Linked DNA regions of Mus musculus: region 1 is linked to region 2. Evidence: chromatin contacts called from public promoter capture Hi-C data. All regions are on one chromosome and are shown on one strand. Each heading gives the region's core, a stretch centred on a gene start, on an enhancer-like site or on the middle of the called end of the contact. The rest is flanking DNA. Distances are from core to core; before and after follow the strand shown.

Region 1 (3,016 bases), core at 170-2,669, 1.5 Mb after region 2:
CTGGAGACCAGGAAGAGCATGGGTCTTTTGAGCTTCCAGTTAAGACAGTGGCAGTTGTCTGAGGTGCAGATGTGGCTCTGGCCAAAATGACATGGACATACAAAAGCAGGACCCACCAAGAACTGGGGCCTGAGGAACAAACAGTTACAGCTGTAAATAAAACTGAAGCTCAGCTTTCTAGCACCCATCTTAGTTGGGGACAAGCTGCTACCTGGGTAGGAACAGACCTCGACCCAGATACTCCTAGGTTCTCACCAGGAACCTGAGTGGGTGGAGACCGTTTAGCCCCCACCCCTCGGCTCTGCTGAATGTAGTGCAAAGGAGCCTTGAAATGGAGCCAGAACCAAAGTAGCTACATAGGCGCTTACAGCAATGGAAGAATTGGATGGAACTTCCTTGGGGTGGGGGGTGTTGGGTAGCAGAGTTAGCCACATAGCTCCATTCCTTTAAGAGCCACAAAGCCTAATGTCCCACCTGCTGTCCAGCAGTGTCTCATGGTCATGATGACTTGCAAGCAAGTCTGGTGTCTGTGACTTCCTCTGGAAAAAAATAAGTAAAAGTCAGCTAGCCCTACATCTGTGTTCTTTCCCTCAGGCAGTGTTACTGACACCCATTTGAGCTGGTAGTTTAGAGGGCAGACCTGTAGCCACCAGCTGGGCTATCCACACTTAAGGCACTGCTGGTGTTAATAGTAACAATTTTCTCTCATACCAGCTCCAAACAGCACTTATATAACTTATACCCCCTTAGGAAGGAGAGAAAGTACTAAAAGCCAGGGACTTACCTGGGAAGCAACAGTCCGTTTGCCAGCTTGCCAGCCTCCTTCTGGGAAGGGCAGGCAGCAGTCAGCTTCTAGGAAATCGAGCACCTATTTTCACTTTCACTTTCTTAGCTAGGAATCCCAATCGAAAGCAGGCTGTTCCGAATGGGCCCCTCTCCAAACTCACAGGAATCCTCTATCTACCTCACCCCTCTCTCTAAGGTTAGCGAAGGGGTGAGAAAGATGAGTCTCTCACAGGTCTGTACCTGTCTTGCCCCTTCCACCCTTCACAGCCAACTTTCCTTTCTCCAGAACAAACTCCAAGGAGGCAGTATTTATTAGTACTGGGAACCCCAAATTGAACCACTGACCTTTTTACATTCAGTGCCTCACTGGCCCATTAATATCGTAGTTTCTCTCAAGCTCCCCCACTCCCATCCCTCACCCCAAGGTCAGGTGTATCACTTAACACCAGCCTTCACACACAGCCACAGCCACTTGTACAGGTTCGTTTTCAGTAAATTTAGATCTTCCTACCTGGCTCCTAAGCCCCGAATAGCTTCTTGGAGCTCTAAGGCTCAGCCAGGATAGCTGCCTGGCCCCAAGAAAATCTCACCACAGGAAGGAGCAACTTCCCTGCCTGGCTCGTGTACAAAACTCCCAGCCAAGCGAGAGCTGACCCCAAATAGCCAGGAAGGCACTTCCGCAACACTGGCTCCAGTAGCTCAGAGACTGGTACTTGGAAAGAACAAAATTAGAATCAAACAAAACCCTGAAGCCATGCTCCCTGCATGTGCCAGAACCTCTTGGGGCAGAACGACCAATGCGCACACTTGGGGCAAAGTGCTGTGCTCTTAGGTCTGTGATTCTGTCACCAGAGGGTAGAACTGGTGACAAGTGGGATGGAGCAGGTTGGAAGGACCTGTGGGAATAGATTCATACCTGGTTCAGATGCAGGAGGCTAAAAGCTGTCTTCTATGTGGCACAGTCACATTTCTTTTGAGCAGTCCACCTACCCTCTACCACCTAGGTTGCTGAATTCAGGGCAAAACTCCCTCAGAATCCAGGATCTCTAGGAGTTAGGTCCAGAAGTTGTGCATCCACACACAGCCATTGGGGGATTTCTCATTCCACTGGGGTTTGGGTAGGGGTGCAGGACGAGGAACTGCACTGTACCTTACAAGACTAAAGGTAAAACATAGACGTAGCCTTCACCTTAGGGAGAGGGGAGGACAAATACCAAAGGAAGAGTAGCCTGTCTCTTGGCCTTCTGCTCAGCTCTCATTCCTCTGAGGATGGAGGGAAAAAGGAAGCCACAGCTGAGTAAGAGAACAGGCTGAGTTGTGGGGGTATCAGGGTACTAGTCTCAGACTGGGGGTGAAGGCCTCAGGGCCCCTGATGCCGTAGGACAGGAGACACACACACACACACACACACTCTCACAGAGGGAGGATGGGTGAGAAGGCAGGACCAATGGCTCCAGGTTCCGGCTCTCAGGTGGGATGCAAGAAGCCAAGATACCCCAGGGGGCCCGGGAAAGAGGTGGCAAAAAAAAAAAGGCAAATGCGTGTCCAGCTTTGCAGCCAGCTCATGGAGCTTTATTCAGATGTGATGACAAGATCCTGTTTGGTTCTTGTTGCCTTCAAATGGGCCAGGCCAAATTTCTCTAGACACCCAGTGCTGCTGACCCATGATGCCCTCCCCCTTTCTTCAGACTTCCAGGACTACAGTTAGGCCTGCTCAGAAGTCCCCTTTCAGAGCCCATCTTTATTCAGGCCTCATTCTGCCTATGCACTCACCATTCTTAACGTCAGGCCTGGGAAAAACCCACAAATGACCAAGCCTACCTAGGGACGTTTCCTGGGCTGGAATCCCCTCTTAGCTTCAAGGGCACACTGATGACTGGCAGAAAACAGAGATCCATTAGTCTGTCTGCTCTGTGCATACACAAACATACACACTCTTAGGCTTTCAGGAAGGAAGTGATGTGCAGAGTACCCTTTGGCACATGTCAACACTTCCATGAAGGGTGTACTTGCACAAGAAGCTGCAACATTCGCTGCTGCCAATGTAGCTTCCACAGCTTAATGATATATAGATTGCTTTTATACTCTGCCTGGCAATGGCCCTGCTCAGGGGCAGGTTATCCATGCTGCTCATATTTCTAGCTGTTCCAAAACATGTCAGTGAATTTGGAGGCCACAGGGCTTCCCTAGTTAGAAAAGTCATTGATTTTGCCACCCCCAGCCTTTAGTT
Region 2 (2,700 bases), core at 182-2,681:
ATGCCCTCCACAGATGCCTGGAAAGTATTTCTGGTGACCCAGAGACTGTAGCAGCCAACCTTAAAACTCCCAGCAGAGGTTTGACTCTAGCTAGGCCTGAGCTCTCCTCCCTCTGGGTTTCTCCAGAACCTGCTGCCTCTAGTTTGACTTCTACTTGTAGCCCCAGCCCCCACATGGTTCCCACAGTCCTGCCCATGTCCAGATTAATAGTTCCAGACTGAGCTCAAAGCAGTGAGCAGGTCCTGGTCCAAGAAACAGGATAGACAGTCTAGATGTCACAGCACCCACCCTGCCATGGCGCTGCGCTCAAGTTCCAAAATGTCCTCTACCTTCTCTGTCCTACTTATCTCCTCTCCCCTCTCCTTTTAGTTTCCCTTCTATGCCACCTGGCTCCCAACTTCAGCTGTGCCCACCCAGTCTTTAACCTCAGCGCCTGCAGATGGACCAGCCTACGGTGGTTGCTGCAAGGGATTCTGCTCACCCTGCCCCATCTCCGGTCCCAGCATGTCCATGTCATGAGGAATCAGGATTGCAGCTGATAGACCCAAAGTGTGGTATAGGTTACAGGCAAGTCAGGCCTGCAGTGACCTAGCTGTCTGTCCTTGACAGTCAGTTTTCTGTGTAAAGTAAGCATTGACACATGAGGGCTCTACACAGTACGTCAGTGTCTACCGGTACAGTGCAGTGTGTTAACACCACTGTGAAAGAAACCAGCCACAAGAGGCTATACATTCTATATAATCCTACTCAAACAAAGCATCTAGAACAAGCAAATTAAGAAGCAGAATAAAGACGAGTGGTTGCCTGAAGCTGGGGGAAGGGAAAGGGGGTGACTTGTTCTGTTTTTGTCTTTGAGCCATGATGAAAGTGTTCTGAACTAGCATGTAGTAGTTGATCAACCAGACTGTACTAAACACTATTGTGTGCTCTATGTGGGCAAATCACATGCTGTGTACAATACATCTGTTGTCCTTTGTTTTTAAATTTAGGATCCTGCTTCCTAGAGATGTGGGAAATAGAAGCGCTGTGCCTGAAATATCAAGCATATCTTGGCACCAAGATGTCCTCTACCTTCTCTGCCCCGTCTTCTCCTCTCCCCTCTTGAGAATGTCAGGCCTCTAAGAAGTGACACCTGTAACCATTGTATAGGATCCTGGAGAGCCCCTGTCCTAAGAGACCTTGTCCTTTGGGCTCTCAAAGGTGACAAATGCTGTCACACACCTCCTGGCCACCAAGGTAGCTCTCCTCTTGAAAGCTCAAAGGAGCCACATTAAAGAGCCCCAGGTCACGGAAGCTAAACCAGATCTGGAACTCACTGGTCCCCTCCCCGCAGCCTGCCTCTTGTCAAGTGATCAGACTGTCAACTAGCTTCTCAGAATTAGGTTTCAGGTCAGCTGGTGCACAGGGCCAGTGCCGAGCCAGGGACAGCAGAGACAACAGTGAATGGTGAGGCCCGGCCGTCAGATCCTGCTGCTACCTAATGGAGTGGAGCCTTAGGGTGGCCCTGCACTACCCAACCTTGGCTAGACGCACAGGTAAGACCCCATACTCTGCTCTCCTCTCCCTTTTTCCCTTCCATGGATGCTCACAGCCAGGAGCTTGCTGGGATCACTCAGCACTGCGTGAGAGACCGAGAGTGAGCCGGTCTAGCTCCCACCTAGTAAAGATGAAGGAACTGCAGGCCTGGGGAGGGCCTTGACTTCCACATCTATGTGACTCCTCACAACTCCCGTGTTTTGCTGACTCCTCTGCTGGGATCTTACAAATGCCAGATGAAAAGTGTCCCTCTCCTTTGGCCCAGGATCCCCACGGAGCACAAAGCCCTCTCCAGCAAGGATCCTGGGGCCCTTCCTGGGTAGAGATGATGAGGGCACCTCTGGCCTGAAGCCTGGTCTAGAGCCCGTGGTCACTCTGTCTAGTGGCATCCTTGATGCGGATGTATTGTTGGAGAGAGTTGGGTTGGCCCTATAGGCTAGAGTACCTCATGTTGTGGGTACCCCAGTAGAGCTACAGGGTGAGGATTGTTCTCAACTTCCACTTCCAGCTGGGGGCATCAGACCGATAATAACCGAGGTGCGCCAAGGAGGAGGTTGGGAAGCTCAGACCTCAGGGCGTTCCCTACTGCGCCAGGCATTGTAGCCTCACCCACATACTCAAGTCTGTCTGCTCATCCTTTCTCTTTCTGATGGATGGTTTGGGGGCACTCCTTCAAAACTTGGGTACACACAATTGCAAGCTCTTAACCAAGTTCGTGCTTCAGTGTCTCTTGAGAGCACCTTTCCAGCAGTATCCTCAGTGGTGTTAGAGCCCCAAGGCTCCCTTCTCATCTATTCTTGCTGCCTGCACCAGCATGCTCTGACGGCCCAGGCCCCCACCCACCCTGGACTAAGTGTAACCTTGGCATTCGCAGCCTTCTACCAAAGGGCCCTGAGATCATCTTTGACCTCATTTCCTGTCTCCTCATTTTGGCACGATGGTCTGACTTAAGACCTTCCCTATAACAGTTTTCACAGAGGAGGGTAAGTTGATCTTGTCCCTGCCTGGAGGCTCCGACAGAGCCAGAAGAGTCACTGATAATGGGGCAGCGCTACAAGACAGTAGGGTCAGAAGTAGCAGAGGACAAAGTGGGTACAAGAGGGAAGCCCGGATTGACAGGGAAGCAAAAACTCCAGGGACACGCCTGGCCTCCGTGGGGAGAAA

What was found. Promoter capture Hi-C pulls out the DNA fragments that hold promoters and counts their contacts.
Region 1: a promoter capture Hi-C map of hippocampal neurons shows a contact between it and region 2, with 3 times the contacts expected there. The contact joins the promoter of Il18bp here to the promoter of Ucp3 in region 2. A contact is called at or near these places in 3 of 39 promoter capture datasets (hippocampal neurons, liver and pre-B cells).

What each region holds. Positions count from the first base shown.
Region 1 is chr7:102,016,813-102,019,828 of GRCm38.p6, forward strand. Il18bp (interleukin 18 binding protein) reads right to left here and starts at 1,420. Exons shown (of 7, transcript NM_010531.2): 1 at 1,298-1,420; 2 at 785-852; 3 at 475-539; 4 at 1-129. The coding sequence starts at 502. It overlaps Rnf121 (ring finger protein 121), which reads right to left. Exons shown (of 9, transcript NM_029211.3): 9 at 2,325-3,016.
Region 2 is chr7:100,471,560-100,474,259 of GRCm38.p6, forward strand. Ucp3 (uncoupling protein 3 (mitochondrial, proton carrier)) reads left to right here and starts at 1,432. Exons shown (of 7, transcript NM_009464.3): 1 at 1,432-1,535.